Regions from separate parts of the Mus musculus genome. Here regions 1, 3, 4, 5, 6 and 7 are each linked to region 2. Evidence: chromatin contacts called from public HiChIP or PLAC-seq, Micro-C and promoter capture Hi-C data. All regions are on one chromosome and are shown on one strand. The core of a region is the stretch at or near the end of the contact, and the rest is flanking DNA. Distances in the headings are between cores, read along the strand shown.

Region 1 (2,748 bases), core at 38-2,537, 960 kb after region 2:
TAGAGTATCAGTCAACAAAGCGGGCCCTTCCCATAATGCTCCTGGATCTGCAACTTCCCTCTGGCTTTGACCTTCTTCAGGAGTCCATTCTCCTCAGAACCCCCTCCCCCGAACATTTCCCTTTCTATTTAATGGCCACCCCAACCCAGGTCCTGTTTCTCTTGGTCCTGGTTCTCCTTGTGGGGACCCTGGCCTGAGGTCACCAGCATCACTTGGAAATTCGTTAGAAAGGGAAATTTCAGATGCTTTTTCAGAGCAGCTGATGTTGCTGCTGAGGATGGAGCCGTGATCCTGTTTCACAGTCCCTGCAGGTGTTTTTGGAATGCGCAGAAGTTTGGGAATCACTGAGCTGGAACAAGGGTCACCCACGCTCTTCTCTGAAGAAACACAGAGATTCTGCAGCGACTCTCCAACTCTGGTGGTGACATGAGATCAGCTACAGAGCACACATCAACATTAATATTTGAGTTGCATATAATTTTTACACTAGCAAAAATAATGTTCTCTTGGTTTTGTACTCATAATCAGTAAAAAAAAAAAAAAGAAAGAAAGAAAAAGAAACCTATTCCTGGCTTGCAAGATGCAGGGAAGCAGACAGTGGGCTGGTCTTGGTCACAGGCTTAATAGACCAACTCCACCCCAAACATCTATGATTTGTCCTCCTTGGGGACACAGCGTACAGGTGAACTAACCTTCAATTCAGCAGTCTTTCCTTTCTGAGCCCTCTCCTGGCACAGATAATCTCCTGGCCTCCTCAGTCCACTGAGTCTCCTTGAAGAAATATTGCATACGTGAGATCTATGTAAGACTTTTAGCCAGGACCACCTTCTTCAGGAAGACAGCACTAACTCATTTTCAGGCCAGGCTTGTGGCATGGGTACAGACCACGGCACACCCAGAACTGTTCATCTGACCAACGCTGAGTTAGGCTCCTTGCACGGACCCAATAAACCTAGTGTGAGCTGGGTAACCCTTCCAGAATCATCCCAGGCGTCTTGGACCAGATCACATCCCCAAAGCTCTACCATCAGCGGCCAGAGCTGGACAAGGTGCCATTCCAAGTTACACCTTCTGGGTGGTCCAGGGAACAACAAATATGTATCTTGGCACCGCCGGTCCGTGAGAACACAGGGAGCAGCGCGGAAGAGGGGGCACTAGAGGCTTCTGATTTGAAAGGCAAAATTTCTCCAGTCAGGCTTGATCGCCTTCTTTCCCAGTGTTCTCTCCCAGGAAACACGCAGACACCTTAATGGCTAAAGCAGTTTCTTTTCCCAGGCTGTGAAGCCACAAACCCTTGCAGTCACAGCTGCACTGTGAATTACAGCCATTCCAGGCTCCCGAGGTAAATGGCAGACAGTTGGATGTTGTTGTTAGAGGGTTTTTTTTTTTTTTTAATACTATTAAAAGAAACAAACATTTGGGAGCTCTTGTACTGGCAGGGCTACAGAATCTGCTGTTGTAAGGACAGGAAAAAGGTGTTAAACTCAAGAGCTGCTTCTCCCACACTAGAATCCCAACAGACACCTCTCGCCCCCAAGTCCTTTGAAGACCACGAAAAGAGGTCATGTGTCCCCCCTGAAGCTGGCTCTCCACAAGGGCCCTTTTGCTGATGCAGCCCCAAGGACACACAGTTCCTCCTGAGCATAAGGCCCCTTCCTAACCAACAACTGAGTCATACTGTGGGGGGGATGGGGAGGGCAGACTACTGATAAGAGAGATTAGAGCAATTGTCATCTGGAAAATTACTGTGCAGTGCACACTTGACACAAAAGATAAGGACGCGGGTTCAGGGACTTGCTCAAGGTCATTCAGTTAAGTGGCCAAAGCAAGCTGACTACAGATCTGGGTGGATTCGGCTCCCTTCTACCTCCTGGCATCAACCAGGACAGCCTTTTTTTTTTGTTTTTTTTTTTTTTGTTTTTTTTTTTTGACACTGGCCCTTTGAATGCAGCATGCCTCCTCCCGCTGTTCAAGCACCTTACATAATTACTTCATTTAATCCTCATCATTACGCGGCTGACACTGCTATTATCCAAATTTACATAAGAGGCAATTGAACTACTAAAAGGAAGAAGTACTCACATGGCTAGCCAGTACCTCAGCGGCTGGCTTTGAAGTCCTAGCTCTCAACCACTGAACCTCAGGCTGTAAAATCAGTTGGAGAGGTTAGGAGCCCTGGGGTATCCACTACTTATTAGCTGCAGCATCTGTGACAAGCCCTGTAGAACCTTAGTTTTCTACACAGGTTGGCCTCACAGAGCCTGTGAGTGGCCCTCTAACTACTAACTAGTGAGCAGAAGGCAGGGGCTTAAAAAATGAAGCTCTAATGGAGTTTTCCTTGACTTTCAAATCATTCCCCAAACTATAAACAATACAGATTCACTACAGAAAATGAGAAAGTGCAGGTGAGGACCCATTGGGTTACAGTCTTCTGTGCATATGTGCACGATTCACAATGCTGAGATTACATTGCATGTTCTGTGGCATGAGCTCATTTTTGCAAACAGAAATGAACCCTGCATCACTAAACATCCCTCTACAATGGCCGTGTGTGTTCACACTAGTGTGCAGGGGTGTGCTTGCACATGTGTGTGGGGGTCAGAGGTCAACTTTAGGTGTCTTTATTGCTCTTCGGTTTATTTTTTTGTTGCTGTTGTTTGTTTCTTTCTTTGTTTTTGCCATTTACTTATTTATTCATTCACTTTACATCACAATAGCAGCCCCCCTCCCATCAGTACTCCCTGCACA
Region 2 (2,773 bases), core at 18-2,517:
TTATACCACCAAGTTCCTTTCTGAGTGCTCTTTTCGTGAATCTTTTGGTAAATTTGCACAATGGGTCAGTCTTCTCCTATGTTCCTTCTTTGCACTGGGGCCTGGCAGCCCGAGGGGAAAAATAGTCTTTCACACAGGGAACTGGCATACGTTTAAATCAAGCAAGCCTAGTGGGATGGTAATGACATTCCCACCATCTGAGTTTCTGCCTTCAGGATATGTGAAGCTAGAAAACAATGTCATTCATTCAACATTTATAGAGAACACACAGTGTACAGGGGCGCTGTGCAAGTCTTGGAGGGCAGGCAAAAGTGCAAACCCTAACCCGCTCTTGAGGATTCCTGCCAAGAAGAGCATGACAACTGCAACACGGACCTTACACTCCTGGAAGGAATTCTTGGGTGAATAAAGTCTGCTTATTTAAAGTAAGCATGGAAAACTATACCAACAGCTCGATGTACCTTTCAGGAATAGGACAGATAAGTGGGATTTAGTCATAATCTCTAAGGTGTTAGAGCGCTCGGTGATGAAGGTGTTCTCAGCTTGCTTTGAGTTACTTGTGTATCGGGACAGTTGGCAGAATCCTAACAAAGAGAGGGCCAATACTTCTATATGGAGGTGGCTAACTTTGAGGGAAAGTGGCTTCCAAGGAGAACAAAAAGGTAACATTTTCATCTGGAGCGATCCCAACCACCACTGAGGCATCCTAATACCCTGGGTAAAACCTCTGTGCCCAGGCTCAACCTTAGACAGCGCCGGGTTGAGCAGTGCATCTCAGCATCCTGGAGTCCACTGCACGCACCGAGTTCCCCCCCGCACCCCGGTCGCCTGCCTGGCGCCTTCAAGGTCGCCATGGCAACCATGGGGTACCAAGACCAGTCCCTGAACGTCCAGCCTAGAAATTCAAACTGGCAGCAGTGGCACGAGCGAGTCGCCTCAGCTCCTCCCCCGAGGGAATAGCGCGATCCTCGGCCGTGGGCACCACTTGTGCAGCATCAGTGGCAGAGCGCTCCTCCGGCTCCAGATCGGCCGGGATCCGGAGCTCGAGCGCGCCACGCCGCCTCTCATCTGGTTTCTCCGCCGGGCCAGTCGCTTCTTCGGGCCAGACAGGCCGCCCATCCTTTCACCGCTTTACGGATTTCCGGGGGCGACGAATTTTGCCTCGGTCCCTACGAGCATCTCTCCGCTTCGCTCCCCCGCCCCTCGCGACTCCCCCCACTCCTGGGCGCGCGCGCGCACACTCACTCACACTCTCAGGCGCGCGTGCGCACGCCCGCGCGCCCCGAGCCGCGGAGTCTCCAGCGCCCCTGAGCAGATCCCACTCTCCCGGGCGCTGCTACTCACACAGGCTTCCAGCCGCCACGGGGCGTCCTCTGTCTGCGGCAGCAGCGGCGGCGCGAGCGGAGGCTGCAGTCTAGCCGGGTCTGGCTGCTCGGCGCCCTGGACAGAGTCCGGCAGAAGCGCGATCGGGAGGAGACGCCGAGGCAAGGAGGAGCCGCGCCGCGCCCGGCGCTCGCTTGCCTCGAATCCCCGCACCGCGGCCCCAGGTAAGCGGCTCCGCGGCCCGCAGCATCCCCGGGGCGTAGGGACTCGCCGCCCATGGGGGGTTCCCGGTCCCGCCCCCGTCGTGGCCGGGGAACAAGGCACCGAGGGGAGTGGGCGAGGGGGGAGGGGAGCGGAGCTGGAGGTGAGGCTGGAAGGCAGCGGTGTGGGGGAGCCCCCTGCGCCCTTCCCCGACGCTCCTCGGGCTCCCGCACTTTTATGAGCCGGGGGTGCTCAGCGCCCCACACAGATGTACTCCGCTCTTTTTTATCGCTGGCCGGCTAGAGTCCGCTCGGGCTCCGCGCCTACCACGCACCAACCGCCTCCCCTGCACCTTGGACAGCGCACCCCGCCGCTCGCCTCCCGGGGACCGCACCCGGGACCCTGTCCTGCCCGCGCAGCCCTCCGGTTGTTCCGTTCTTCCCATAGTGTCCTCCTCCTGTCTTGCATAGCATCTCCCTGCCTTGGCGTTCTCTACTCTGGCGCGGGCCAGAAACTTTCCTCTCTGCCCGATCTGCGCGAGGTACTATTGTTGTTATTTGTGTCTTTCCTTCTCGCTGGGAACTGGACACAAGGACAGGTCTTCCTCTGCGGGCGATCGCCTGCCTTTCCCAGTCCAAGACCGCACTGGGCAGCCGGACTTGGACACCCGGCCGGCGCCTCGGCAGCTGGACGCCCGCGGGTTCCCCGCCTCTCTGGACACGTGCACTCCTCCCACGGACGCGGCCCCTCCCGGACCACCCTATGTCCTACCCCTGCATGGCCACGGCCACCCCATAGGTTGGACACCCGGGATCGCGGGCTCTGATTGGTTGATCTCATAACCCCGCCTCCTTGGAGGGGGTGGTTCTGGAGTGTTGTGGTTGTCATCCCGCAGCGAGCACATGGGGGAAGTGGGGTCGACAGGTGGGGAAACCCAGCTCTATGGCATACACATCCCAGTGTATGTAATCCGGCTAGTATCATTCCTTCAAATTGCACATTGTGCTTTACTCCCCCTTCCGCAGTCTTCCACTGTTATAACATTTTAAAAAATTTAAATTTTGTTGAGATTATGTTTGTTCAGTGGTAGTGGTTTTTAAAAGTAGCTTTAGGAGAATGCAGGAAACGAATGCACGAGAGGAGATTCATGGCAAACTGGGCTGCATGTTTGAGTTTGGTCCTTTGGAGGAAGTAGTGAAGGGTCATTAAGGGATCTGAAGAAGGTGAAGAAAGGAGAAGGGAAATGGAT
Region 3 (2,983 bases), core at 470-2,969, 880 kb after region 2:
TGCCAGGCATCTGCTAGGTCCTTTTATGAAGCTTTGCCTTCTCTTCTTGTTGATAGCTGTCGTTCATATCTACATATTGAGATACTAACACAGAGATTTTCAAATTATTATCTTTGGACTTTGGGGAGTCCTTGCGACCTTTCTGGGGACCTCTGATGCCAAACGCATTCTCTTTTCATCCTGTCACCACCCTGAAATTTGCAGGGACAACATTAAACACCTTAGTAGAAACCAGCCAACCCAGACAGCACCACAAAGTACGCTGGTAAAAGCTTTAGCCCTGATCTTTATGCACTGGCAGAAAGCAAAGGCAAGAGGAATGTCACTTAAGAGTAACCTTGATGAACCAGCACAGCGGTTAATGTGACTAAATGTAGCCGCTTGAACATGCACCTTTTAAAATATTCTGTGGGATGGTGCTGGACATACAAACAAAACATTTTTCATTGCATATGAAAGTGCAAAAATGATAGTTCTGTGATTCCTACAAATAGTTACGCTGGATAGACAAACCCTAGATGTGAATACGACTAAGAAATAGGGACTTTGGAAATTATGTGTTCAGAAGCTTAGAAGCATCCATCCCTGAGATTCTCTCCCCTTTCTCCCTCTCTCCCCCTCCCTCCCTCCTTCCCTCCTACCCTGCCCTCTGCTGTGTGTGTGTGTGTGTGTGTGTGTGTGTGCGCGCGCGCGCGCACGCGCGCGCGCTAATGTAGAGGCAAGAGGACGACTTCAAGTGTCCTTCCCCAGGAACCACCCACCTTGCTTGTTGAGATGGAGTCTCTCCCACTGGCCAGTGAACACAGGGGATCTACCTAACGCTGCCTCCCCAGGCCTAGGATTCCAAGGACCAGCTGCTACGCGCAGTTTTTCACACGGGTTGTGGGAGATCCAACCGAGATCCTCACGCTTGCGCAGCGAGTGGACTACCAACCGGGCTGTTGCCTGACTCGAAGACTTTGTTTTTCCTACTGAGAACTGTGCTCCCTGTAAAATCTTACACACAACACAATCAAGGTCCAGGGAACCATGAGGCTTTGCTGAAGGAAGCAGGGTGAGCATGAAGAACGACAATCGCGTTTGGAAACCTGGGTCCTTCTGATTTCCTGTCCACTACCCTTCCCAGTCACTGCACCGGACAGGTGGCTTGCCGCGGTTCACACGGCTCCTCCTCGAGAGTGAGTAACTCCGCAAGAGAGAAATGCCAGGTGGAAAAATTGACAAGTCAGACATTACACAGCCAGTTAATTTTTATCTTGTAATTTTCACAATCTGAGCAACCAAGTAGAAACCATAAAGAAGCCACTAAAATGTGGCCTAATAAAATTCATCTGACCGGGGATACAGGTGCCCATGTTTTGGTTTTTGGCTTCCGTTTTGCTTCCTGTTAATGTCAGCTATTTTTCTGGGCCCAGTGCTCACTTTGACAAAAGCTGTCCTGTGTTGCCAATTGAGCTACGCAGCAGCGCAAAGCTTCTACGATTAAGGAATTCAGAATCTATCCGACAGAAAGCCTTGAGGGCAGAAGGAAACACTGAGGGAGAAACATCTCAACATCGCGTATAGACGAATGCCCGAAATAAATATTAACTGTTATTTCTGCAAATGGTCCCACTGTTTTATAGACTTCATTTCCCCCTCCGTGAGTCGGCAATGTATTCATGATGCATTCTGGGCTTCTGCTCGTGATGATCCTCTCAGCGTGGGCTGGGTCAGTGTTTGTAGCTCAGCTGGCTGGTGCCAGAGGGAAGAGCGCCTCTGATTTGATTCCACCCCAGGCACTGAAGGATTTTCAAGATTTTTCCTCTTAATATTTGGCTTTGCTTGATAATCCTAGAGCATGCTGGGAAATCTCAGCAAGAGAAAAAATTTAGTAACCACAGGGAAGCCTACTCGGAGGGGCTGTGGCTAAGTATGAAAGCTCAGAAGTGTGACTGCTAATGACTCTCGAATGTTCCGTTTCTCCCAAGGTTTCCCTTCAACAGAAAGTGTGTAGGCTTGGGAGGGCAGTGGGCTCTTAGAAAACTCAGCCATCCCCAGAAACACAAATAAATGCCTGATTGAGCCATTTCCCATGAGAAAAGCCATTAGTCAAAAAGGTGCATGGAACCATATGGCTCAGCTCACAATTCTGAATTTCAAAAAGCAGGAGTTGGCAAAGGGCTCCATGCAATTTTTACCTCGTGATTTTTTTTCTCTTTTCTTTCTTTGTTGTTGAAGACTGACCTTGCCTTAACATATGCAGGATTGAAGACTTTTTTATTTTATTTATTTATTTTTTGCTTCTCGGTGTTGGAGAAAGCGCCCAATCCAGAAACAGACTTTACAGTCAAGGAGGTGACTAAATCCCAAAGGCTGGAAGGTTTGCTTTCTACAAACCAGCTCCGATGCTTTTTTAAAAATATTTTTTCTTTTGTTATTGTTTGTGTACGTGGGCTTTTATGCTTTGAGATGTTTAGGCTGATTCTCATTCTGTCTTGGTGAGCTGGCCCTGAGAGTGGCAGATAAGGGATTCAGGCTCTGTTTGCAGGGTGTGGCAGGGGAAGGAAGGGCTCATTTTGCTGGTTGGATCAGGATTCCAAGTGGCTTTGCTACCAGGCAGTTTTGTGGGACAGTGGCTGAGCGTGATTTGGAAGGGATCCATCCAGAGGTGCTGTGTGTGCAGCACACACTTCTATAAGCCCAAGAAGCCTTCCCTGATGACTGCACTTACAGAGCCTCTTACACGACCGTTAGGATGAGTACGCAGTCCCCTGTATACAGGAAATAACCACTGGCTAATTGAATTGAATCCAATTCGCTTCCTACTGAGGAAAATGCAAGAAGCTCCAGCGTAATTCACTCATGTGATTTAGGTTATCTTCATTATAAGTAAGAAGAAAAAGCATCAGAAAGGGTAAATATTTTGTCTAAGTCCATACAATTCTCCTTAGTATATGCCTTCCATTAATTTGTAATAAGTATATTAAAATAGTCCATAGAC
Region 4 (2,971 bases), core at 90-2,589, 720 kb after region 2:
GAGTACTTTGTGGATGGTCGACTCCCGATTTCAAAAGTCCTATCATGTGCAAGGCTGGCCAACCAGGAATAAAAAACCATCCCTAACTCTCCAAGTGTTACAAGATGCCAGTGACATTAAATGGTGAATAACCAGTTTCTGGCCATCTTTGTTTTGTTAAGAACTTTCAACCATTTATACTTCTACTCTGTTTTAGTACAGGCTTAATTTTCCATAAGTGAACTTACCCTACAAAGTGAGGAGACATTTCTAACAATTTACCTCAGAGTGTTTGCTTTTTTGGGAAAAAAAAAATTTTTTTAAATAACAACAGGATGCCAATATCTGATAGGCCAGGAAGTAAGAAGGCTGAAGCAGGAGAATCGTAAGCTCCAGGCCAGCGTAGGAAATACAGTGAGTCCTTTTAAAAAATAAAATCCTGCCGGCTTGGCATTTGTAGCTGTCCCATGTACAACTGCTGCAATGCGAGGGCAATATGATCACTTCATTGCAGCCTGTAATATAATAAATAACGTGAAGGCATTTACAAATTCAAACAGCTACTTATTACTAAGAAGATATTTACTTCACCGTTACGTTTCAATTTGACTATTATATTGATTTTTAGAAACTTTAATTTCATGTCAGGATATCACAAGAAAGTTGGTTTTTTTTTTTGTTTTGTTTTGTTTTTGTTTTTGTTTCTGTTATAGAAAGGACAGTGGCGTGAACTGGTGAAGACTCCCACAATTTAGCATTCCTGAGGCTGGCTGTTAAAGAGACCTCCTAAGTTATGTCCTGAATTCTAGACTCTCCTACAGATGTGAACGAGCGGGGTGACTCGGTCAGTGGAGGTGATGGCTGACTTGAGTTCGATCTTCAGGAACCACAAGGTGGAAGGAAAGAAGCCGCCTCAATAAATCGCAAGCATTTTCTGCCCGGATCTAGGCTGAGTTGCTCCAGACTTGGGGGTGCTAGAGGTCCCAACTGTTCTCACGCAGCTTCGCGCCCTGGTTCTTAACTACTTTTCCCCAAGGGAGGCTCCTGGCTCCACCGGGCCCCCTCTGCCCAGGGGGAACCCATGGGTCTCTTCACTGGATAACCGTGGGCCTGTTCTGTGGTCCGTGACACTTTGAGGAGACAGCCAGGTACCACGCCGGGCACAGGCAGCCGGGCAAGGGGGTGGGAGTGGGAGGTCTTGGGGTTTAGGGGTGCAGGTCAGTGGCGGCCGGCAGACTCACCGCTGTGTGGTCGATGTCGGCGTCCGACCTTTGGGCAGAAGGAGGCAGGTATTCGGCGTAGCGCAGCCCCTCTCTGGAGGTCACGCCGCCACCGGTAGCCATGGCACTGCAGGACTCCGAGGACGCACTGAGTTGTCTACGGGGCGTCCGCGGGGACAAATTAGTGCGGACCGGTTAAGTTCGCGCTCTGAGTAGGTGTTCAGTTTTATTAGTGGAGACCTGGCTGCAGAGAATCTGGTTCTCATTCCATCTCCGATAAACTGACCCTGTCAAAGCCCGGGGTCAGACCCTTACAGAGCCTTGTTTGTTTGTTTGTGCCACCCTCCACTATAACAACCAAGCCTGAAGAGGCGGGGCCTTCTTAGGTCTACCTTGAGTTTCCTCTAAAACCAGGCAGGGAGAGATTCCAAAGTACCGCGATGGTGCCTGGGAATAGAAACAAGGCCAGGGAGGGCTTCCTTGCTTGACCTTCCCAACTAGAAATGAATGTGATTTCACATGTTAGTGAAATCACTGGGAAGATACTGATGATCCACTAACTTGCGCTCACAGCAAATGATTTTGACTAATTTGAATACATAAAGACTTAACTTCATTATTAATGTTTAGGTCAAGCTTTCTCGAACAGATATTAGGCAATAACTGAAGCTAATACGCTTTCTAACCCCTGTACCAAGTTGGCTGCTGTTTTACCCTTTATACACTTTGCAATCCAGCCTACAAGAAGGTTTTTTTTTGTTTTGGGGTTTGGTTTTTTTGTTTTGTTTTGTTTTTTTACATTAAAAGTTGTAAGAACCTAGCTGGGCGTGATGGCGCACGCCTTTAATCCCAGCACCCAGGAGGCAGAGGCAGGCAGATTTCTGAGTTCGAGGCCAGCCTGGTCTACAAAGTGAGTTCCAGGACAGCCAGAGCTATACAGAGAAACCCTATCTTGAAAAACAAAACAAAACAAACCATACAAACAAACAAACAAAAAACCAGTTGTAAGAACCTATTAATTTATCCATATATTATTATTCTCATGCTTAGGGCCTGAAGGAATTTAGAATCAGGAAGGAAAGATTACATTAAACACCATGCTAGTACCATATACTAAAAGCACGAGCAAGCATGCTAGATTAGCTACAAATGAAAGCAAAATCAGTGTCAGAGTTCACAGAGAGAAACGAGAACAGCCACAAAGGCTTCCTTGGAGGCTCAGCCACTGATGTGGTCAGTAGGGAGCATGGGGTTTGTTTTAGTTAGAAGAAGAAAGGGGTCACAAATTCCACATGGAAATAAACACCAAGAATTGAGCCGGTGATATGTAATAATGTGTTAAAAATACTTCAGAACTCTTCAGAAACACGGCTTTATTACATAAATTACTTTATTAAGCCAATCCACAATTATTCGTGATCAAACCAAATGAATTGGATTGAAGCCTACATATCATGCATTCATCATCCATGTGTTCAGTGTATTCAATTTATTGAGCATATGTCAGGTCTTGGGTACAGTGCTGGGGGACTGTGCCTTTAGCATCAAGTAAACAAATAAGGTCTCCGAGTCCTTGGAGTTACAGTCTAAGGGAGGCTAATGATGTATCCTAGCAGCTGGACCCTAACAGTCATAGGCTGCTAGCCTGGAGCAAACAAGCAATTAGAGCAAGACAGGAGTGAGCCAGCTCTTTTTAGAACAGTGCACCTGCTCAAGAGCTGGGAAAAAGCTTCCAAAGTGGAAGCCAGGAGAAAAAGGGGGCTGGGGTGGGA
Region 5 (3,092 bases), core at 67-2,566, 660 kb before region 2:
TCCAGGCTTTGTCCCCTCCGTGCTTACACTGTGTGTGTCTCTCTCTCATGCACACGCACACACACCCATACACATACACCCATACACACCTATACACACACACACACATATATATACATACATATATATATATACACACACATGCACGCACACACATACACACACATATGCACATACACAGACACGCATGCACACATGTACACACATGCACACACATATATATGTACACACACACTTGTATCAGGCTTACTTTTCAGTGTGAGGCCTGTCAGCACAGGATCCTGCCTGTTTTGTTCCTATTGAGTTGTGAGGAGTCTCGCCCCTCTTCCCCACAGAGGAGAACCATCAGGAGCCTGGACCCCGAGCTGGGCTTGACTCTAGTGCTTCCTTGTCTTCTCAGCAGGTTGTGCCAGCTAGCCCTCAGGAGGCGAGAACAGAGGCCAGAGGCTCACTGTGCTCTCTGTAGCCACTGGTTGTGACAGTGTGTGTCTGACCAGGCTGACCGGCTACTCTTTAGTGGGCTCGCACAGGACACATTTGGTGGCTTCCTGAGGAACATTTGGGCCACTTGGCATTGTTATTTGAGTTGTCCCTTTCTTCCTTGTCGTCCTCTGTGAGGTCATCTCTGTCACTTTGGTCATTCAAGAGACTACTGTTGTATGCTAGGATCTAGAAAACATAGCTTACACCACGCCACCTTCTGTTGTGTCCACCAGACCCATAGAAAGCTCACGTCTCTGCCTAATGGCCGCCCTTGATGACCTGTGCCCCCGCTCCACTTCTCTTTCCCATGCACAGCCCTGAGGTGGTTACAGCCAGTCCTATGGATAGTTTTGCCATCTCTCAACTATAAACATTTCTCTTAGGCCCACTCTCTCCTGAGTTCCAGACCATATTTCCCCCTGGCTGCTGGGTCCAACCAGTCACCATCCTTTTTCCCCAAACCAACTATCTCTCTCACCAGCCAGCCGTAGAATCTGATTGGTTAATGACCGTCACCTTCCGCACATTCCTACCTGGAAAGCTGAGAATCACCTACCTGCTGAACTTGCCTCTGGTCATCACCTCTCTCTCCCTCCCGCGTGGTCTCCCTCTGCCATTCCTACAGGAATCTTGTACATTGGCAGTGACCTTCCTAAATAAAACACACACCCCATTTGACCCCCAGCTACCAGGAATCCCAGTCTCCCTGGAGCCTGCCCGGCCCCAGCCTGTTTTAACCTGTTCCCCATTGCTACTTCTCTGCAACCCCTCCACAAGCTCCACCTCCGACTGCCGCCAGTCAGTTCCAGATTGACATCAAGCCCTGGTGTAGCTGCCTCGTGACCCAGGCATTTGTCTGGTCATTTCCTTCTCTCAGGTGTTCCCCACCCCCATCCCCCCTTGTACCATGTAAATGCCTTGTTTTTCAAGGCCCAGAGGGCATCTTGAGCTCTCAGACCCACCCCCTCCACTTCTTTCTCTGAACGTCATCCTGTGTGTGTATATCCTGTTACATCAGATAGCATACCCTCCTCCTCTGTCTTCCCCTTCACCTGTCCCCAGTCCCTCTGACTCATTTGTCTTTGTAACTTTAGTTCCTGGCCTTTCACAGTTTTTGTTGAATAAGGATGGATAAATGAATGGGAGAGGAGTGCCCAAAGAGAATTTCGAAAATTTTAGCTTGTATCCTTCTGGCCAAAATGTATTATATTAGTCCTTTAAAAAATGTTATCAGTTTTTATTTTTAAAATGTGTGTGTGTGTGTAAGAGAGAGAGAGAGAGAGAGAGAGAGGGAGAGAGAGAGAGAGAGAGACAGAGACAGAGAGAGGAAAGGTACATGTGTGAAAGTCAGAAAGAGACCCACATCTCCCTCTTCATTGGCCTGGGCCCACTCCATTGTTACTTCTCTTTGCCCTCTTGCCCCCTTTCCCTTACTGAGTTGTAACTAGTGAGAATATAACAAGGTTAGCATCACACATAGACGTTGTGTGAGGAGATTAGAGATTAGAGGGTACTGCCTGCTGTGAGCCAGGATCCACAGGAGTACTTGGGTACCACTTGCCACCAGACACACTGCTAATGCCACACAGCCTGCCTTATTTACAAAGTATCGTTCCCTTCCCGCCTCTTGAACTCCCCTGGCCTTTCTCACAGCTCCTGGGGGCTCTCGGAAGGAGGCCCAGGAGGTCACCATTGAACACCTTTCACGGCCATCTCTGCACTGTAATGTGCCAGCCTGGAGCTGCAGTGAGCCTGACTGAGGAGCTAGCTGCCTCGGACATCCCTGGTCAGTCTGCTCTGCATCCTAGCAGAGGGCTGGGAGGGTTGGTCTCCACTGCAGACCAGACCTACACACCCTGCTGCACCAGACTGTAGGCTCTGTGCCACTTTTGGGCAATATACTGATAAGCTGTTTCTGTGCCCATCCTCCAGTTGTGTAGGTAAATTCCGGACACGTATCTTAAGGCGTATCAAAACAAAATTGTCCACAAAGCTTGTTTCCTCTTTAAAATTCTGACTAATTCGTAGTGAAGAGGAAGCCCCCCCACCCCCCCGGGCAGAGCTCCACCACCAGTGTCCAGAGAGGCCATCATAGGGAGTGAGTCAGAGCAGAAGAGCTCACACTGCAGTGAGCTCTCTCACCTGAGTCCGAGCTGTACTAGGCGCTCAGTGGCTGTGGACCACCCTCCAGCTTATCTTTACCTTTGTAAAGAGAACTCTTTCGTTAGTTAAGTTTGTCTACTTTAAGGTCACCGAGACTGACTGATTCTGTGTACATAGAAGAAATGGGCCGATCTGGTCCTCCTGCCTCGTCTCTACTGCTACCTCAGGAATTTCTCGTGAAATGTTAGGCTGCAGTGACTATTTTTAAGGTGTAAGGAGCTCAAATCATGTATTTCCATGGCTGCAGAAAAGTGAAGAGGGAATACTGGTCACTTTTGGTAGGAAATGTGCGTGACAGTCCTGGAATAGAAGCAGGAGAACTTTTCACTTCAGATGTTTCTTACAGAAGTCATTTAGCTTCTAAATCTGGGGTGCCATTTTCATAATCTACCACCATTTTGCAGAAGTGGTATTTATGAAGAAATTTGGCTTCAGAATAATTATTC
Region 6 (2,969 bases), core at 235-2,734, 900 kb after region 2:
TCCCCTACTTTTGAGTTGATCGCCTTAGATGAAGAAAGGTGAACTTACAGGCTCAAAGTTTCAAGGAAGCTTACTCAGAATTGGCCTTGACATCAGACCAGTCTGGACAAAGAAGGAAGGAAACATTTTAGGGAGAGGGAGGGGGAGACGGAGGAGGGGGAGAGGAGAGGGAGGGGGAGAGGGAGGAGGAGGGGGAGGGGAGGGAAGGGAAGGGGGAGGGGAGAGAGGGAGGGGAGAGAGGGAAGGAGAGGGAGGGGAGAGGGAGAGGGAGAGGGAGAGGGAGAGGGAGAGGGAGAGGGAGAAGGAGAGGGAGAGGGAGAGGGAGAGGGAGAGGGAGAGGGAGAGGGAGAGGGAGAGGGAGAGAGGTTGGTGTTTTGAAATCAGGATCCCCCCCCCAAGTTCACAAATACTGGCAATTGCCAGCACACATGACCTCCCCCCCACCCGCCCCCATAGCTCGCTCTTCATAAGCCCAATGAAGCTCAATGAAGAAAAACTGTGGCTTTTTAAAAAGAAAGTAAACTACCTTAAGCACCTTTTGTCTTACTTCTCTCATATTAAATTGAGGGTTGTCATTTCTGCTATGACTTTGCATCTACCATTTGCCTCGTCAAGATTCGGTAACAAAAGAAAAGAGATATTAACTAGGGGAAAAAATTGAAATCGTTAGGGGAAAATGTGATATTATAACAAGAAAATTGTAACAATAGCACACAGCATAGCTGGCAAATGAATTTTAACTTTGAGATCCCTAGATGCTCTTTAGTGAAATATATTTCAATCTAAAAAGAAATAGGGGCCCTGCCAACCATTATTAATGCTTACTTGCCTTTTAATTGATGCACACTCTTGGAAAATGCCATGTGCATCTGGGGAAATATAGTGCACACAGCATAACCATAAATCTTTTTTTGAGATCCTGAGTATTTTACTCTTTCAGTCACCCCACCATCTTTCTGGTTTACTGGCTCCCTTTTCTTTGCTAAACATTGATGGTAATGCACACATTTTCTTTTTCCAGTAAATCACCCTTTTATAATTTGGCTTCCTCTCCATCTCGGATTCCCATCAGAACGGCTTCACCTCAGGCATATTGCAACCAATTTCCCCGTAATTAATGCCATATCTGCCTCCGAGTCCATTTCAACTCCCAAATGAAAATTGATGAGGCAGCCAACCACAGATGAGGCTCACATATCACGGATGAAAGTATCAGGCTGGGTTCCGGGCTTTGACGTTGCAGGGCTGGATCATAACAGGGGGAGGGGGTGAGTTTGCTGGTCTTTTCGGTGCACATTGCTCAGAGTAAGTGTCTGTAAATTGCCATTAGCAGATGAAGAAAAAGATTTTATATGACCCCTATCAAATTCTGCCAGAAAGACTAATGTTTAAAGGGGGCTGTGTTACAGGAACTGAGACTCCACAGCACATGAAATAATGTGTCTAGACTTGATCAAATGAGCCACACAGTGCAACAAAAGTCACCGGCAAAGAGTAACTGCCCACTTAGGTCATTTCTCCCTACCCAGGCGGGATGCAAATGGTTCAGCCTTAAAGTTGCATGCTGCTTAGGGAACAAGGGAATCAAACCCTCCACCCACAAGCCTCAACCTCAGACTTCAGAGTGGGGGTTACCGGGAAGATGAACGTATAGGGTGACCATGTACCTAAGGGCAAGAGCAAGAACAGGCTCGTTCCGTTTGTTCACTCACTGGGTTTTATTTACCTGTTTTCTAGGCTCTATTTGGTGAATGAGAACAAACTGAAAAAAAAGGAAGAAAGAAAAGGAAGGAAGAAACCATTTTTTTTCCTAGTTAGGGTGATGCTCTCAGGGCAGAGTAGGAGGGGACAGATAAGTAGATGATCATTGAATAGAAGGCACTGAATGCTGTCACCAAAGAGTAAGGGTGATGTACAGTCAAGCATGCAAGCAGGTGTTTATGCATGAAGCGTTTGGCAAGTATTCAGTGTGTGTGTGTGTGTGTGTGTGTGTGTGTGTGTCTGTCTGTCTGTCTGTCTGTCTGTCTGTCTGTATCCAAGTATACATGCATCCATGTATGTATGTATGTATGTATGTATGTATGTATGTATGTATGTGCATGAAAGAGACCATGTAAAGAGCACTGAAGCTTTTAGATGGAGCTAGTGAGCCATGTTCAGAATGAGGGACTGAAGGCAGGGTGGAGCATTTCAGGCATGCAATAGCACCTTGTTTACTGTCTTCAGAAAGTTAACCATTGCTTTAACAAAGGTGTGAGGGGAGTGAACACAAAGGCTAGAGGAAAGCTTCCAGATGCAAATCCCCCAAATATTTGGCCATCAGTGTGAATAAGGCAGATGTGAACCTGACTGTGAAAAGGTGCATGCATGTGCATATATGTATGAATCCATGTATATGTATGTACATTTGTGGGTATTTCATCAGCAGTGTGTGCCTTTTGTTTGGGCATTCCTTTGCCACATTTCTTAACACATCTCAAAAAATGAAATGTAGACATAAGGCCTTTCCTGCTCCTAAGACACCACCTTTGGGTCTCTCCAGGAAAAGACTTAATATCCTAGTTGGAATTCCCTGGTTTTAGCTTCTTCCACTAATACCGGAAGCTACCCTCCAAGAAGTGTCAGGGTGTTGAGACATGGAATTCCAGAGCACGTGTCTGTTTTAGAACAGTGTGCCCTCAGTGGGAACATAAATCACACTGACTTACTGAATTCACAAAGTCAGCCTCACTAAGCCTTTGGCACCCTGTAGCATTTCCAGGCTGCCTGTGAGCCGTGAGTAGCATGGTGTCAGGAGTGTGATAAGAGGGGTACAGGAGAAGCCTCACGTGACCTCTCGTCAAGAACACACCACAGAACTAATGCATATCCAAAAGTAGAACCCGTGTCTAAAGGTATTATATGATGGTGATGGTGATGATGATGATGGTGATGGTGATGGTGATGGTGATGATGATAATGATGATGAT
Region 7 (2,712 bases), core at 42-2,541, 820 kb after region 2:
AGACGAGGGATGGACATCAGAAGGTATTCATGAGGCCTTCCTCGTTATGGCAGGTCACTTCCAGTGCCATGTGCTTTTGAAGAAATGTTTGGATTCTTTAAGATAAAAATTGGGGAAAAAAAAACAAAAAACAAAACTGACAGCACTTTACAAACAAAGGATGAATTCTGGGTTTGCTCTGTGGAGATGGCGCCTTCCAGCCACAGCGTTTATGTATGTAGTCCAACAGTGGCTCACAGTTGGTGATGGCAGTTCACAAAGAAGACGATTAACACACACAGGAACACAAAACACAACCAACCCCACTAGTGACCAAGGATCTATGACGTTACAGACGGCATCCAGGGAAGATTCCAATGCTTTGAATGAAGCAGGAGTTATGAAACTAGTCTGAAAGTCTATACATACACATGAAGCATTCCGTACACTTTGAGCAACTGAAACCAGTGGGGTGCGTGCACGTGTGTGTGTGTGTGTGTGTGTGTGTGTGTGTGTGTGTGTGTGTGTGGAACCTCCTGACTTCCTAATGGTGGAATTTCACAATTTAAAATTTGTAGTCTGGCAACTAAAACCATTCGAGGTTGTGATCTGATGGTCAAACCTGCTTTTGATAAGCAGGCACAGACAGTGGAGCACAGAGGCAGTTAAAAGGAGACAGCGAAGCAAAGTGGTGTGCTTTCAGTTGTATAGACATTGAGGACAGTGTAGCACTCAGGGCTGTAGGGAACCAGGTGCATAGCTGTGAGACCTGTGGTATGGTCCCTCTCTATGTGCTGGCTACCTACTCTTCTTCTACCTCCTCAGCTCGTCTCCAGGATTTCAGTGCATTTTACAGAGGCCACGTGCCAGGAAACGGACAGACCATGCCAGGCCAAGGGTTTAATCCTAACTCCTCACAGTATGCTGGTGATTCCCACTTCCCCTTGACTGTGACTGATGTTCGCCATGAACAACAGGCCGTAGATTTGCTCAGGGATGCTAAGGCAGAGTTTGTCGCTCAGTGCAAATTGTTTATTGCTTTGAAAGAGTCTGTTCTTCTCATTAGTTATCTTTCAGGTAAATTTCCTTTTTCTCTTTCTGCATTTTATCTAATACTTCCCACATCCCATTGTTCTTGGTGTTTGTGTGGCACTTCCTCTGTCTGTTGACTGGGTTTTTAACCACTCTGTGTCGCTGATTTAAAATATATCTGTAGTGATAAAAGTGGCCGGCTTTCCTCTTACCCTGTTCCATGGTCTCTTTTCATTTGTGGATTGGTACGTTCTCATTTCCTGTGGTTGGCAGTTCATTTGCACATATTTGTACTCTCACCACGTAACTGACATTCCATTCACAGTATTCTCTTTATTTTTATGATCTCTGGCTGCATTTCCTCTGTTGTGGTTATTAATCATTTCCTTCCCCTCCCCTCCTGAATTATGAGAAGATTTACGGCGCTTCTATTTCTGTTTTTAATCTTCTGTGCCGCCTTTGCTTGTCTCTTCAGATATGAGGATGCATGCATCTCTCTGACTTTCTATCCGAGTTTATCCCCCTGTTCCATCGAGATTCACCATTCCCGGGACATCTATCAAACAGATTCCAGATGCGCAGGGTCATGTCTCCATACATCTTCATTGTTTCCTTTGCATCCTCCCTTTGCATCTCGTTCTGAAGAAGGTCCTTGATCGTCCCGCCGACTACATTCCCTCAGCACTATCCACTGTGCTTATCCGACTCATGGATTGAATCCATTCGCTAACCAAAACTGCCCATTTGCCTTATCTGAGCAACGGTTTGCTTTCTGGGTCTAACATTCTCGTCTCTGTAATGATGGTGGTTACACAGTTATTAATGATTTCTATTTATCATACCAACTCCATTTCCCCTGATCTGATCTCCAATGCATTTGCTTCTTAATATGGTGATTCTTGCTTATGTTTGTCCGGACATGCCGACACCCAAGATAAGCAGCCACTGTCATTATGTGGGGTGGGTGTCTTGTTCCGTGGTCACAGGCACAGGCATGCTGTCCTGTTTTCTCTGAGCTCATTTTCTCCTCTGTTCAGTGCTGTTGCCTGAGGAAAGATCCTGCACTACAATGCTCTGGCTCTTGTCTTCCAGCTGATGCCCTCAGCGGAGACTGCGGTATCCTGGTATCCCCGTATGAAGCTCCCTCTGAGGCGTGGTTAACCCAGCTCTAAGCGAATCCTGCTCATTGGGACCCCCATGTAACAGACACCATTCTCTTCACCTTTTTGGCCTTTCCTAAAGTCCCTCATAGGTTGATTGTACTTCCTGAGTTTTCCATGGGTTATTAGTTTAGTTTAAAAAGTGGAAAGGTAACAAAGAAACCCAGAAAACATTTAAACAGTTAGGAGACAAAATGGTTTATGGAGGCCATTTAAAAAAATAGTACTGCACTGGCATCTTATGGGAAATGCATGCAGAGCTGTGCACAGAGAAAGGAAATTATAACTTTTAAATCCATTTAATACGAAAGAAAAAAAAATACATGAATTCTGTACCAAGGAATTTACAGCAGCAACAATGAGTGAAACTAAAGGAAGTAATTAAGATAAAAACAGAAATTAATAACTTAATAATTAGAAAGTTTGCGAAGCTGCTGTTCTGATACTTCAGTCGCATATTCTGAGATAAAGTCAAGGGATGAAGGAATCTGCAGTAAGCCGGATCCTGGATCAGGGAGATTAAACACACCAATAAAAACAG

The links. Promoter capture Hi-C pulls out the DNA fragments that hold promoters and counts their contacts. A called contact is a pair of places that touch in the nucleus more often than the background predicts. HiChIP or PLAC-seq counts read pairs in DNA pulled down with a chosen protein or histone mark.
Region 1: a promoter capture Hi-C map of hippocampal neurons shows a contact between it and region 2, with 4 times the contacts expected there. The contact joins the enhancer-like site here to the promoter of Enox1 in region 2. A contact is called at or near these places in 8 of 39 promoter capture datasets (the 3T3-L1 cell line, the C10 cell line, cranial neural crest and 4 more), 2 of 484 Hi-C or Micro-C datasets (the N1E-115 cell line and bone marrow-derived macrophages), 11 of 115 datasets of contacts at active chromatin or transcription factors (astrocytes, bone marrow-derived macrophages, craniofacial prominence and 8 more) and 2 of 9 other capture datasets (embryonic stem cells and liver).
Region 3: a promoter capture Hi-C map of hippocampal neurons shows a contact between it and region 2, with 5 times the contacts expected there. The contact joins the enhancer-like site here to the promoter of Enox1 in region 2. A contact is called at or near these places in 12 of 39 promoter capture datasets (the 3T3-L1 cell line, 3T3-L1-derived adipocytes, the C10 cell line and 9 more), 3 of 15 datasets of contacts at CTCF or cohesin (large pre-B cells, pro-B cells and stem cell-derived epiblast-like cells), 19 of 484 Hi-C or Micro-C datasets (the HL-1 cell line, Sertoli cells, adipose-derived mesenchymal stem cells and 7 more), 10 of 115 datasets of contacts at active chromatin or transcription factors (embryonic basal ganglia, embryonic forebrain, embryonic hindbrain and 6 more) and 1 of 9 other capture datasets (embryonic stem cells).
Region 4: a contact with region 2 is called in an H3K4me3 HiChIP or PLAC-seq map of embryonic stem cells, with 13 read pairs. The contact joins the promoter of Dnajc15 here to the promoter of Enox1 in region 2. A contact is called at or near these places in 12 of 39 promoter capture datasets (3T3-L1-derived adipocytes, the C10 cell line, the HPC-7 cell line and 6 more), 16 of 115 datasets of contacts at active chromatin or transcription factors (SST interneurons, astrocytes, a beta-TC-6 cell line and 12 more) and 3 of 9 other capture datasets (embryonic stem cells, macrophages and pancreatic islet).
Region 5: a contact with region 2 is called in a Micro-C map of embryonic stem cells, with 5 times the contacts expected there. The contact joins the enhancer-like site here to the promoter of Enox1 in region 2. A contact is called at or near these places in 3 of 39 promoter capture datasets (the 3T3-L1 cell line, hippocampal neurons and stem cell-derived epiblast-like cells), 7 of 484 Hi-C or Micro-C datasets (the Ba/F3 cell line, the C2C12 cell line, cortical neurons and 3 more), 3 of 115 datasets of contacts at active chromatin or transcription factors (the SCID.adh cell line, astrocytes and stem cell-derived neural progenitor cells) and 1 of 9 other capture datasets (macrophages).
Region 6: a promoter capture Hi-C map of liver shows a contact between it and region 2, with 6 times the contacts expected there. The contact joins the enhancer-like site here to the promoter of Enox1 in region 2. A contact is called at or near these places in 11 of 39 promoter capture datasets (the 3T3-L1 cell line, the C10 cell line, the HPC-7 cell line and 8 more), 3 of 15 datasets of contacts at CTCF or cohesin (large pre-B cells, pro-B cells and stem cell-derived epiblast-like cells), 16 of 484 Hi-C or Micro-C datasets (the HL-1 cell line, Sertoli cells, adipose-derived mesenchymal stem cells and 6 more) and 10 of 115 datasets of contacts at active chromatin or transcription factors (differentiating embryonic stem cells, embryonic basal ganglia, embryonic forebrain and 6 more).
Region 7: an H3K4me3 HiChIP or PLAC-seq map of bone marrow-derived macrophages shows a contact between it and region 2, with 8 times the contacts expected there. The contact joins the enhancer-like site here to the promoter of Enox1 in region 2. A contact is called at or near these places in 7 of 39 promoter capture datasets (the 3T3-L1 cell line, the C10 cell line, cranial neural crest and 4 more), 1 of 484 Hi-C or Micro-C datasets (bone marrow-derived macrophages), 8 of 115 datasets of contacts at active chromatin or transcription factors (astrocytes, bone marrow-derived macrophages, embryonic forebrain and 4 more) and 1 of 9 other capture datasets (embryonic stem cells).

The regions. Positions count from the first base shown.
Region 1 is chr14:78,118,319-78,121,066 of GRCm38.p6, forward strand. No RefSeq gene overlaps it. Among named protein-coding and RNA genes, the nearest start is that of Gm30608, 25 kb to the right of the region's middle. Within about 2 kb of position 1,288, at least 13 of the 459 cell types and tissues checked have an H3K27ac peak or open chromatin away from gene starts, as enhancers often do. A contact at or near this core is called in embryonic limb bud and hippocampal neurons, where this site is marked.
Region 2 is chr14:77,155,496-77,158,268 of GRCm38.p6, forward strand. It overlaps Enox1 (ecto-NOX disulfide-thiol exchanger 1), which reads left to right and starts at 1,268. Exons shown (of 19, transcript NM_172813.3): 1 at 1,268-1,547.
Region 3 is chr14:78,037,267-78,040,249 of GRCm38.p6, forward strand. No RefSeq gene overlaps it. Among named protein-coding and RNA genes, the nearest start is that of Fam216b, 50 kb to the right of the region's middle. Within about 2 kb of position 1,720, at least 6 of the 459 cell types and tissues checked have an H3K27ac peak or open chromatin away from gene starts, as enhancers often do. A contact at or near this core is called in cerebellum and hippocampal neurons, where this site is marked.
Region 4 is chr14:77,873,578-77,876,548 of GRCm38.p6, forward strand. Dnajc15 (DnaJ heat shock protein family (Hsp40) member C15) reads right to left here and starts at 1,340. Exons shown (of 6, transcript NM_025384.3): 1 at 1,221-1,340. The coding sequence starts at 1,322.
Region 5 is chr14:76,493,920-76,497,011 of GRCm38.p6, forward strand. The region is part of intron 1 of Tsc22d1 (TSC22 domain family, member 1); the gene reads left to right. Among named protein-coding and RNA genes, the nearest start is that of 4930444M15Rik, 25 kb to the right of the region's middle. Within about 2 kb of position 1,317, at least 25 of the 459 cell types and tissues checked have an H3K27ac peak or open chromatin away from gene starts, as enhancers often do. A contact at or near this core is called in embryonic stem cells and stem cell-derived epiblast-like cells, where this site is marked.
Region 6 is chr14:78,059,222-78,062,190 of GRCm38.p6, forward strand. No RefSeq gene overlaps it. Among named protein-coding and RNA genes, the nearest start is that of Fam216b, 28 kb to the right of the region's middle. Within about 2 kb of position 1,485, at least 16 of the 459 cell types and tissues checked have an H3K27ac peak or open chromatin away from gene starts, as enhancers often do.
Region 7 is chr14:77,974,575-77,977,286 of GRCm38.p6, forward strand. It overlaps Epsti1 (epithelial stromal interaction 1 (breast)), which reads left to right. Exons shown (of 12, transcript NM_029495.2): 9 at 1-23. Among named protein-coding and RNA genes, the nearest start is that of Epsti1, 72 kb to the left of the region's middle. Within about 2 kb of position 1,292, at least 17 of the 459 cell types and tissues checked have an H3K27ac peak or open chromatin away from gene starts, as enhancers often do. A contact at or near this core is called in bone marrow-derived macrophages, where this site is marked.